2 separate regions of the Macaca mulatta genome follow, and region 1 is linked to region 2. A link is a contact called in public Hi-C data. All regions are on one chromosome and are shown on one strand. The core of a region is the stretch at or near the end of the contact, and the rest is flanking DNA. Distances in the headings are between cores, read along the strand shown.

Evidence for each region. A called contact is a pair of places that touch in the nucleus more often than the background predicts.
Region 1: a Hi-C map of fetal cortex germinal zone shows a contact between it and region 2, with 2.3 times the contacts expected there. The contact joins the promoter of MEX3A here to the promoter of PMF1 in region 2. A contact is called at or near these places in 5 of 14 Hi-C or Micro-C datasets (CD4 T cells, cortical neurons, fetal cortex germinal zone and 2 more).

Annotation. Positions count from the first base shown.
Region 1 is chr1:110,852,148-110,856,638 of T2T-MMU8v2.0, reverse strand. MEX3A (mex-3 RNA binding family member A) reads right to left here and starts at 3,025. Exons shown (of 2, transcript XM_015111858.3): 1 at 2,105-3,025. The coding sequence starts at 2,558. It also overlaps a transcript of LMNA not described here.
Region 2 is chr1:110,720,544-110,725,166 of T2T-MMU8v2.0, reverse strand. PMF1 (polyamine modulated factor 1) reads left to right here and starts at 2,466. Exons shown (of 3, transcript XM_077944989.1): 1 at 2,466-2,647. The coding sequence starts at 2,487. It overlaps SLC25A44 (solute carrier family 25 member 44), which reads left to right. Exons shown (of 4, transcript NM_001260572.2): 4 at 1-2,266.

The DNA.
Region 1 (4,491 bases), core at 1,776-4,275, 130 kb before region 2:
GGTGATCCACCCGCCTCGGCCTCCAAAGTGCTGGGATTACAGGTGTGAGCCACCACACTCTGCCCCCTCCCCTCACTTTTAAAAGACCTTAAGAAGGAGAATTTGCTTGTTCCCTCTTGTCTTCAGACCTCTTGGCAGTTAAGAAGTCCTACCTGTTGTCCAGCCCACATCCTTGCTGCTTTAATGTCAGTAAATGATTGTTCTATTTTCGAGGTATGGAGGGTCGCAAAACAGTGAACTCCCCTCTCCTACCATTTCTACTCACATATCATTTGATGGGCACCTGGGTTCTGGCTCTAAGTTTTGGGTCCAAAAACTTAAATGAGAGCTAAGTATCTTTAGCAGTTGGGGTTGGGGTGAGGAGGACAGGCCAAGACATCCCAGTAAGAAGAAACGCTAGAGGCCTGGAGGTGCAAAACTGGTGGTGGGTCTTTTCCTGGGTTCTGCAACCTTGAAGAAGCATCTCTTGAAGGGAAGACCTACTGGGCTTCACCTTCCTAGAGGTCAAACAGAGGAGCACTAACACTGCAGCAGGAGGAGGGAGGTTAGACAAGAGGGAGGACTTCCATATACTTGACTGAGGGGCAGGCTTATCTTTTGTGAATAAAAAATCCCCTTACTTTTATGAGGGACAAGCCCATCTGATGCGGAGGCAGAAGAGGAAAGAATGACTCCATTAAATTCCGGGGCCTCCCAAGACCACCCCCACACCCAAGAAAAGGTAGCAATGTCCGTCCCCACCCAATTCCAGGGCTTTGGATCCCCAATTTCTGACAAGAGGAAATCCAACTTTCTAAATCAGAAATCTCAAGAGATGGAGTGCCCCAGGGAATGAGGGCTGTGTAGGGGAGTGGCATCTTCCCCTCCTCCATTCTGGATCTCTCGGTGAAATCCCCCTAACCCCCAGCACTCCCAGTGGATGAGGTGGGTTGTGGAGTAGGGGCCCCCCTGGCCCGCCTCTCCTTTTCCTCCGCCAGAAGCCGGCCTCCTCCCGCACTCCCAGCCGGAATGCAGCTCCTCTATTGTTCCCCACTGTGGGACAGCTCCTCCCCCACTCCTCCCCCACCCCATACCTCCCCAGCCCAGGCTCTTTGCAATTTCCAAATCCCGCCCCCCCCACTCTCCTTGGAGAAGCCAGGAGAGGGAAGGGTCCCCAAGATCCCGTCTGCTCAATTTGGACCTTCACCAACACCCCCACCCACCCACCCAGGGATGCTGGAGCAGCAGAGGGTGTGGTACCAGACATACTACGCTGGATTAATTCTGCACCCCCTCCCAACAGACCCAGACACACGCCCTCCACCAAATTTCCAGGTGAAGGTTTCTTGCCCCCCAGCATTCCCCCTCCTGCCCTGTCCTACTCTTTCACTACCAGAGACCCCTCTCTAGGCCTCTGGCCCAAGGCCGTGGCCAGCCCAGAACAAAAGCCAGAGAGGGAAGAGGAGAGGTCCAAGCCAGGACGTAGCACTTCCTTGGAGACACCCCTTCCAAAACCCCAGAGACAGTCCAACTTTGGTGTGTGGGTGACCACAGGACCCCCTCCTCTCAGCAGCCCCCCTCACCGCCTCTTCCCCAGGCTGGGACCCTCCCCTGGGCCACACCCCCTTCCATTCCTACACTCAGCCCAACAAAGAGACAGATACTCAGTCTGGCTTCGAGGGCCAGGTCTCCCCCAAAGTCTGTAACTCCAGGCGGCTGGGGGCCCCAGGGGTGCCCCCTCCCCAACGTAGGAGCAGATATCAGAGTACAGGCTTCTGAGTAACTCTTTGCACATTCCGTCAGTTTTTCTGGTTAGGAGTGGACACCCCCTCCGGACAGCCTCCCTGGATTGGGAGACCGATCCCCTCCCCTTTCCCTCTTCCAGTGCGAGGATATTTCTTTGTTTAAGGGCAGAGCTCTGGGGGAGGAAAGATCTGGAGAACCGTCCCGACTAGGGGTAGCTGGGAACTTTGTGGCACTTGGAAATCAGGGTAGGGGGCGGGTCTCTCTTTGTGGGGAAGGGACAGAGCCGGAGGCGGGCAAGAAGGGAAGAAATGAACTTTCCGCGCTAGGGACGGAGTGCCCCCACTACAGTCCCTCTCAGTGGTCCCGGCGCCCCGCTTACCTTGCCTGCCCACGATCTCGGCCACGTGCTCGGAGGTGGGCACCGGAACACACTCCGTGGTGTTGCTGCTGCCCTTCAGGCGCAGCTCGGCCTCTTTGTAGAGAGCGCAGAGCTTGGCGTCGCTCGCCCCTTTGGGGGCGGTGGGGGGCTGGGGCGTCTGCGCCGCGGGGGCCGCCGTCGGGGCGGCCGGGGGCGCCGCGGGCGGCGGCGGCGGGGCCGGCTGCGGGGGGGCGGCCGGCTGCGCGGGGGCGCCGCCCCCCCCACCTCCCCCGTCCTCGCCCGCCGTGGGGGCGGGGGGCTCCCCCAAACCCAGGAGGCAGAGTTGATCGAGAGCCAGCTGAAGGGCGCGCTCGTCTTCCAGCAGCCCTCGGTCCTTAGCGCTTCCCCCGAAACATCCTAGTTCTCCAAAGCCCCCATTTCTTTCCATTATTCCAGATACCACTAGACTAGGCATGGCGAAACAAAAGCTGGGGGAGAGAGAGAGGGAGAGAGAGAGAGAGAGGTGGTGGAAGGGAAAAGAGGAGAGAGGAGGGGAGGGGAGAGGAGAGGAGGGGGTGTGTGGGGAGGGGGGAACAAAGAACTGGGGAGGGGGGAAGAAAGCGAGATAGAAAGATAGACCCTCCCCCTAAGCCCCCCTCCCCAAACACCCTGTAACCCGACTCCCCTCGCCCCAGCCCCCGGGGTGGGGGTGGGGGGAAAGAGAAGCAAAACCAAGAAAGCAGATCTCCTCTCCTCTCCGGGGGTGACGGGGGGCGGGGGGCTGCAGGATCTCTGCCCCCACCCCTCCCGCCTCGGACCTGGGAGTCTCTAGCCCCCGCCGTCCAGGCGCCCCCGTTAGGCTCCCGCACCGAGCCCCAGTCCGGGAGCGGCGCTCAGTGGCCCCCAATAGAGCCCAGCCCCTTCCAGCGCTCAAACTCTTTTGTTTTAAATGAACTGGATGGAGCAGCATGGAACTGACGGGAGGGGGGCGCGCCGGGGGCGCCCGGGGCATGCCGGGAGTTGTAGTTTCCCGCCCTTGGGGGCGCGGGGACAAATTCCTTGACCCGAGGATAGTGCCCTTCGGTCTTTCCTCGCAGCTCCCGGGCAAGCTAGGGGTGGGATGGAAGTCGAGGTCCCTAATTTTGTAAGGGGAGGGTGAGGGGAGAAGGGGTAGTATGCGGAAACGGAGCGGCTTTGAAGCTGGCTAACGCCGCGCGCCCCCTCCCAGGACCCGCTCCTTCCCCGCGCCGGCCAGTCCTGGGGGCCCGCTTTTTTATGGAAATGAGGGGGGGGGGCGGGGAGCTGTCCCCGCTCGCTCACTGCGGCTTTCTCCCGCTCCCCTCTCCCCCCTCCCTGCCGCGCTCCCTCTCCGCTTCCCCCTCCCGCTCTCCCAGAGTCGATCCCGGAGCCCGGCCGCGGGGAAAGGTTCTCGGCCGAGAAGACAAAGCCCGCAGCAGCGATGGGGGGAGAGCTGGGCTCTGCGCATTGTGGGGGCCAGGAAGGGGTGCCAGGCTGGGGCTGCAACCCCCTGGCAAAGGATGGGGTCCCCTCATCCCTAAGCAGCAAGCCATCTCCCCTCGTCCGTCCCCCGCCCCCCCCAGTCTCGGAGATCTCAGAGGCACCGACTGGGAGGTGAGTTAGTTCACGTCCTTCTGCTCGGTGGAGGGGGTCGGGAGGGCGGTGGAGTGATGAGGTGCGGAGGTTGACAGAGTGGAGGGATAGAAGTGGGAGTCGGACGGAGAGTGGGGAGGCAGGAAAAGTCTTAAAGGCCTGGGGTGACTTAACCGTTTGGGGTGAGGGCCTTGAGCTTTGGGTGTGACAGAAGGAGGGAGGAGAGACCAGGATGGACTGGGAACCCAGACTTCCTTCAGGCCTGGGCTGTGAATACAGCTTGGGGTGATCTGTTCTTTAGCACTCATCGTAATTTCCACTCTGTTTCCTCCACCCCTCTCCCACTGAAAACCTATTCAGGGCCGGGCGCGGTGGCTCACGCCTGTAACCCCAGCACCTTGGGAGGCAGAGGCAGGTGGATCACCTGAGGTCAGGAGTTCGAGACCAACCTGACCAATAAGGTGAAACCCCGTCTCCACTAAAAATACAAAAACTAGACGAGCATGGTGGCAGGCGCCTGTAGTCCCAGCTACTCAGGAGGCTGAGACAGGAGAATTGGTTGAACCCGGGAGGCGGAGGTTGCAGTGAGCCTAGATCCTGCCACTGCATTCCAGTGAGACTCCGGCCTCCGCCTACACACACACACAGAACCATTCACTCCCGTTTGACTCCGGAAATTCGGTGAGAATGAAGTTTCTAAGGCTTGGAGAATTAGGCACTTTTAGAGTTTCAGGAAGGTGGAGTGTAATGCAATTTTTTCTTCTCCCTTTACCCCGTATCTTCTGCATTTATTTTAT
Region 2 (4,623 bases), core at 1,217-3,716:
ACCCTCTCCAGATGCCCCCACCACACACCCAGCCCTGCCCTGGGCCAGGTGGCCTATCTGGGATAGGGATAGAGACTTTGAACTGCTCTTGCTGAAGAGGCTCCACGCCTGGATCCCTTGCCCCCACTATTTAAAATTCTCTTCTGAGCTGGGCTCCCTCACTCAGTCCCTGTATTCCATACTGGCCTAAAGGCCACCCCCAACCCTGCTAGCCCTTCTGGCTTCCCCCTCCGTCTGTGTCCCTGAGACCCTGAGAAGAGCTGTACATAGAGCTTGCTTACTACCACTGGTTCTTCCTCTTGGGCTTTCAGCCCAGATTCCAAGCAGCTGCTATCAGCCCTCTCTCCCTTCATCTCTTAGCCTTGCTTATTTTTATTTTGGGACCGAGCTGCCCACTAGATGACTCTGCTTTTCCCTGCACTTGGGGCTAAGGTGCCAGGCACTTATTTGCACAGGGAGCAGGAGCAGCAAAAAATCTCTGGTTCTCCAGAGCACTCGTCCTCTCTTTGGAGGGGTTATTAGGTTGGGGAGAAATGTTGATACTTTTATTTTGTGTGTGTGTGTGTGCGTGTGTGTATTAACATCTATGAACCAGGCTATTAGTCCTGCTAAAGCGCCAATCCTGCTGTCAGAGCTCACCCCCTTCCTAAGACAGGTAGAAAAATGTAATGTGACTTTTTCCTCAATTCTAGTTCCCTGTCCCTTCAGTCTCAGGAGCCCCAGGAGAGTCTAAGCTGGGGCATCCCCTGGCCCAGAGGACTCCCGTGGTGGGCACAGTTCTAAGTGGATCAGGCTGTCTTGGGTGCACTGGACTTGGAGCACTGCCTTGAGAAGTCAGGTTGAGAAAGTAGTTGATCTAGAAGGCAACAAGAGGGCATGTGTTCCCCAGCACATCTACCCAGGCCAGCAGAGCCAAACCTAGGAGAGGGCAGTGAGGAGATTCTCTGCCCCAGGCGGCCATAACATACACATAAATACCCCAATCACTCAGACTTATGGCAACAAGTGTTGTCTCACTATGGCGATCTCTAAGATCCACATCACTGGATGCGTAGTCATCCCAGTCATGTTACCCTGTGGAGGGATACTGGAAGAACATAAAGAGCAGTTCAGAAAGTCACCCAATACAAGGACCACTGCATTTACCAGCCTGATACTGCCAAAATTATCTGATGCTCTCAGGAGCTAGAAGAGGAGTGCTCCTTCTTCCCTGCCTCATCCTCCCTACTGCTACTCCCCCCGAGCCTGTGTTGCAGGTAGAGAGGTGCAGCAAATAGAGAAGGCATGTCAAACCCTGCATTTCTACCTGAGACGTTTGACCTGGATGATCCTCCAAACTCTATTGGTCCCACCCCCTGGGAAAGGCCATGGTGCCAATTTGAAAGGTGCTAGCTACCTGAAGCCTTGATATTTCTTCATGGCTGCTGCACATTCTTCCACCCTGGCCAGAACAGGTTGTGAAAACCATTCTCTACCTTCCCCACCACCACTGTCCATCTTGATCTCATTGAGGGTTTTTCCCTTTCACTTGATTTTATTTTTGTTAATCCCTTCCTGCACTTTGTCAAGAGAGTCCTCCAGTTTCTATCCAGGAATGTTCACATCCAAAGGGTTGGACCCACCAGTCATTCTGAATCTTCCTGCCCCTCCTCACCGCTTTACTCTGAGAACCACAAATATAATGGAAGCAGTGGGGCCCCCTCCCCCACCATGTCTTTAAGCTCATCCTAGCAAGACCTCTAGAGACCCTAGAGACTTCAGTCCTTCCCCACCATGGCACAGTGGGGAAAGTGTCACGGACGGGAGGTAGGATCCTGCCACTCGCGTCTTAGTGTTTCTCCCCCAAGACTTTCCTTCTGTTTTGTTGTCTTGTGCAGTATTTTACAGCCCCTCTTGTGTTTTATTCTTTGTTTCTCGTACACACACGCAGTTTTAAGGGTGATGTGTGTATAATTAAAGGGACCCTTGGCCCATACTTTCCTAATTCTTTAGGGACTGGGATTGGGTTTGACTGAAATATGTTTTGGTGGGGAATGGGACTGTGGACTTCCATTCTCCCTAAACTGGAGTTTTGGTCGGTAACCAAAGCTAAAAGAAACCTCTGGGAGACTGGCCAAGACGGGAAACCTGATTGGAGCATTGAGAATGAAAAGGCAGACTCTGAACGTTTGATGAAATGGACTCTTGTGAATATTAACAGTGAATATTCACTGTTGCACTGTACGAAGTCTCTGAAGTGTAATTAAAAGTTTTTATTGAGCTCCCGAGCTTTCGCTTGCGCATATTTTTCGGGTCGCGGACATCCCACCGCGCGAAGCCTCGCCTTTCTGCGACCCTCAGCCTCCGATGACTTTCCCGCCCCCGCCCTGCTCGGTGACAGACGTTCTACCGCTTCCAATCGGAGGCGCCCGTCGCGGGAGCGGCCAATCGGGAGCTCCGGCGGGCGGGGAGGCCGGGCCAGTTACATTTGGCGGTTCAACTTCAACATGGCCGAAGCAAGTAGCGCCAATCTAGGCGGCGGCTGTGAGGAAAAAAGGCATGAGAGGTCGTCTCCACAGTCTGTGCCACCCGGCACTACCATTTCGAGGGTGAAGCTCCTCGACACCATGGTGGACACTTTTCTTCAGAAGCTGGTCGCCGCCGGCAGGTAAAGCGGAGGGAGCCGCGGTGGGAGGGTTTGTCCGCACGGAAGCTCAAATCCCGCGAGATCAGGACGGCCGCAGGCCGGCGCGCGGTCACGTAGGCCCAGGGCGGGGGCGGGGGCGGGGGCGGGGGCGGGGGCGGGGCGGGGGCGGGGGCGGGGCAGTCGGACCAGGCGACCCAGTCAAATTCTGAGCCGAAGGACTCAGGGTATTCACGCACTGATAATCTGTAGCGGACCGGGATAGCTAGCTACTCCTTCCTCCAGGAAGCCCCGTTTTCACTAAAACTTCAGATGGCTGGGAGGAAAGATAGAGCTATTGCAAATTAGAGCAGAGTTTGTTTTTTTTTAATCTTTGAGATAGGGCCTTGCGCTGTCGCCCAGGCTGGAGTGCAGTGGCGTGATCACTGCAGTCTCGAACTCCTGGGCTCAAGCGATCTTCCCGCCACAGCTTCCCAAGTAGCCGGGACTACAGGCTCGGGCTACCGCGCCCGTCTACAGATCAGGGTTTAAGTCGCGGCCCACCACTATGTGAGCAAGACGTAAGCCCCCTGTCCCACTTCGGCTCCTTATCAGTCAAATGGCAACAATAGTACCTTTCTCATAGGGTCGTTTTGATATGAGTAAATACACCTAAGGCGCCTAGGACAAGACCTGCCACATAGAAATATTTGTTAGCTATTATGAGAATATCTTCTTCACTGGGAGATTGCCAGGACTAAATGTGTTAACATGAAAAGAAACATTTTTCCTGTCTCGACTTTTATTTTATTTATTTTTATTTTTATTTTTTGAGACGGAGTCTCGCCCTGTCGCCCAGCCTGGAGTGCAATGGTGCGATCTCGGCTCATTGCAACCTCCGCCTCCCGGGTTCAAATTATTCCCCTGCCTCAGCTTCCCAAGTAGCTGGGATTACAGGCGCCCACGACCACGCCCTGCCAAGTTTTTGTATCTTTACTGGTAGAGACAGAGTTTCACCATGTTGGCCAGGCTGGTCTCGAACTCCTGACCTTGTGATCCACCCGCCTTGGCCTCCCAAAGTACCAGGATTACAGGCGTGAGCCACTGCGCCCGGCCCTGACTTTTATACAGTGTATATGATTCAAGAGTTTTGCCCATGATCCCACCACCCCTGCACATCAGGGTTGAAACGCTCCTGGGAGTTCGGGGCCCTGACCACAGCCTCTCCTCCTCTAGCCCTCTCTGTCCCCACTTCTCTGGTCTTTGGCTTCATCAGGACTCTCATTTATTCCCAGTCCATTCCTCCTGGGTTCAGCACTTTACCTTTCCTACACATAATTAATGATCTCTCTTTTCACTCATGACTCATCAAATATTTGAGTGCCTTTTCTGTGTCAGGTGCTGGGGATACCATGAGGCAGACAAGGCCTCTTGTCTTTTTGGAGCTTGCATTCAATGGGTGGAGACACCAACAACATCATCGCATAGCCTGGTAAGATGATAAGGCCAGGCATAGTGACTCATGCCTGTAATCCCAGTGCTTTGGGAGGCTGAGGCAAGAGGATCATTTGACCCTGGAAGTTTGAGGCTTCAGTGAGTAATAATAGCCCCATTGCACTCCAGCCTAGGTGACATTGCAAGACCATGCCTCTAAAAAAGAAAAAAAAAAAGATGTGAACAGGTAATGATACCACTAGATAGTTTGGTTGGGACGCCCATTCTGAGAAGTGACATTTCAGCTGAATCTTGAAGGATGAGAAAGAACCAAATAATAATAATAATAATAATTATTATTATTATTGTTATTTTGAGGCAGCGTCTAGCTCTGTTGCCCAGGCTGGAGTGCAGTGGCTCCATCTCAGCTCACTGCAGCCTCCACCTCCCGGTTCAAGTGATTCTCCTCCCTCAGCCTCCCAGTGCCTGCTACCACGGCCAGCTAATTTTTGTATTTTTAGCAGACACAGGGTTTCACCATGTTGGCCAGGCTGGTCTCAAACTCCTGAGCTCAAGCGATCCACTCA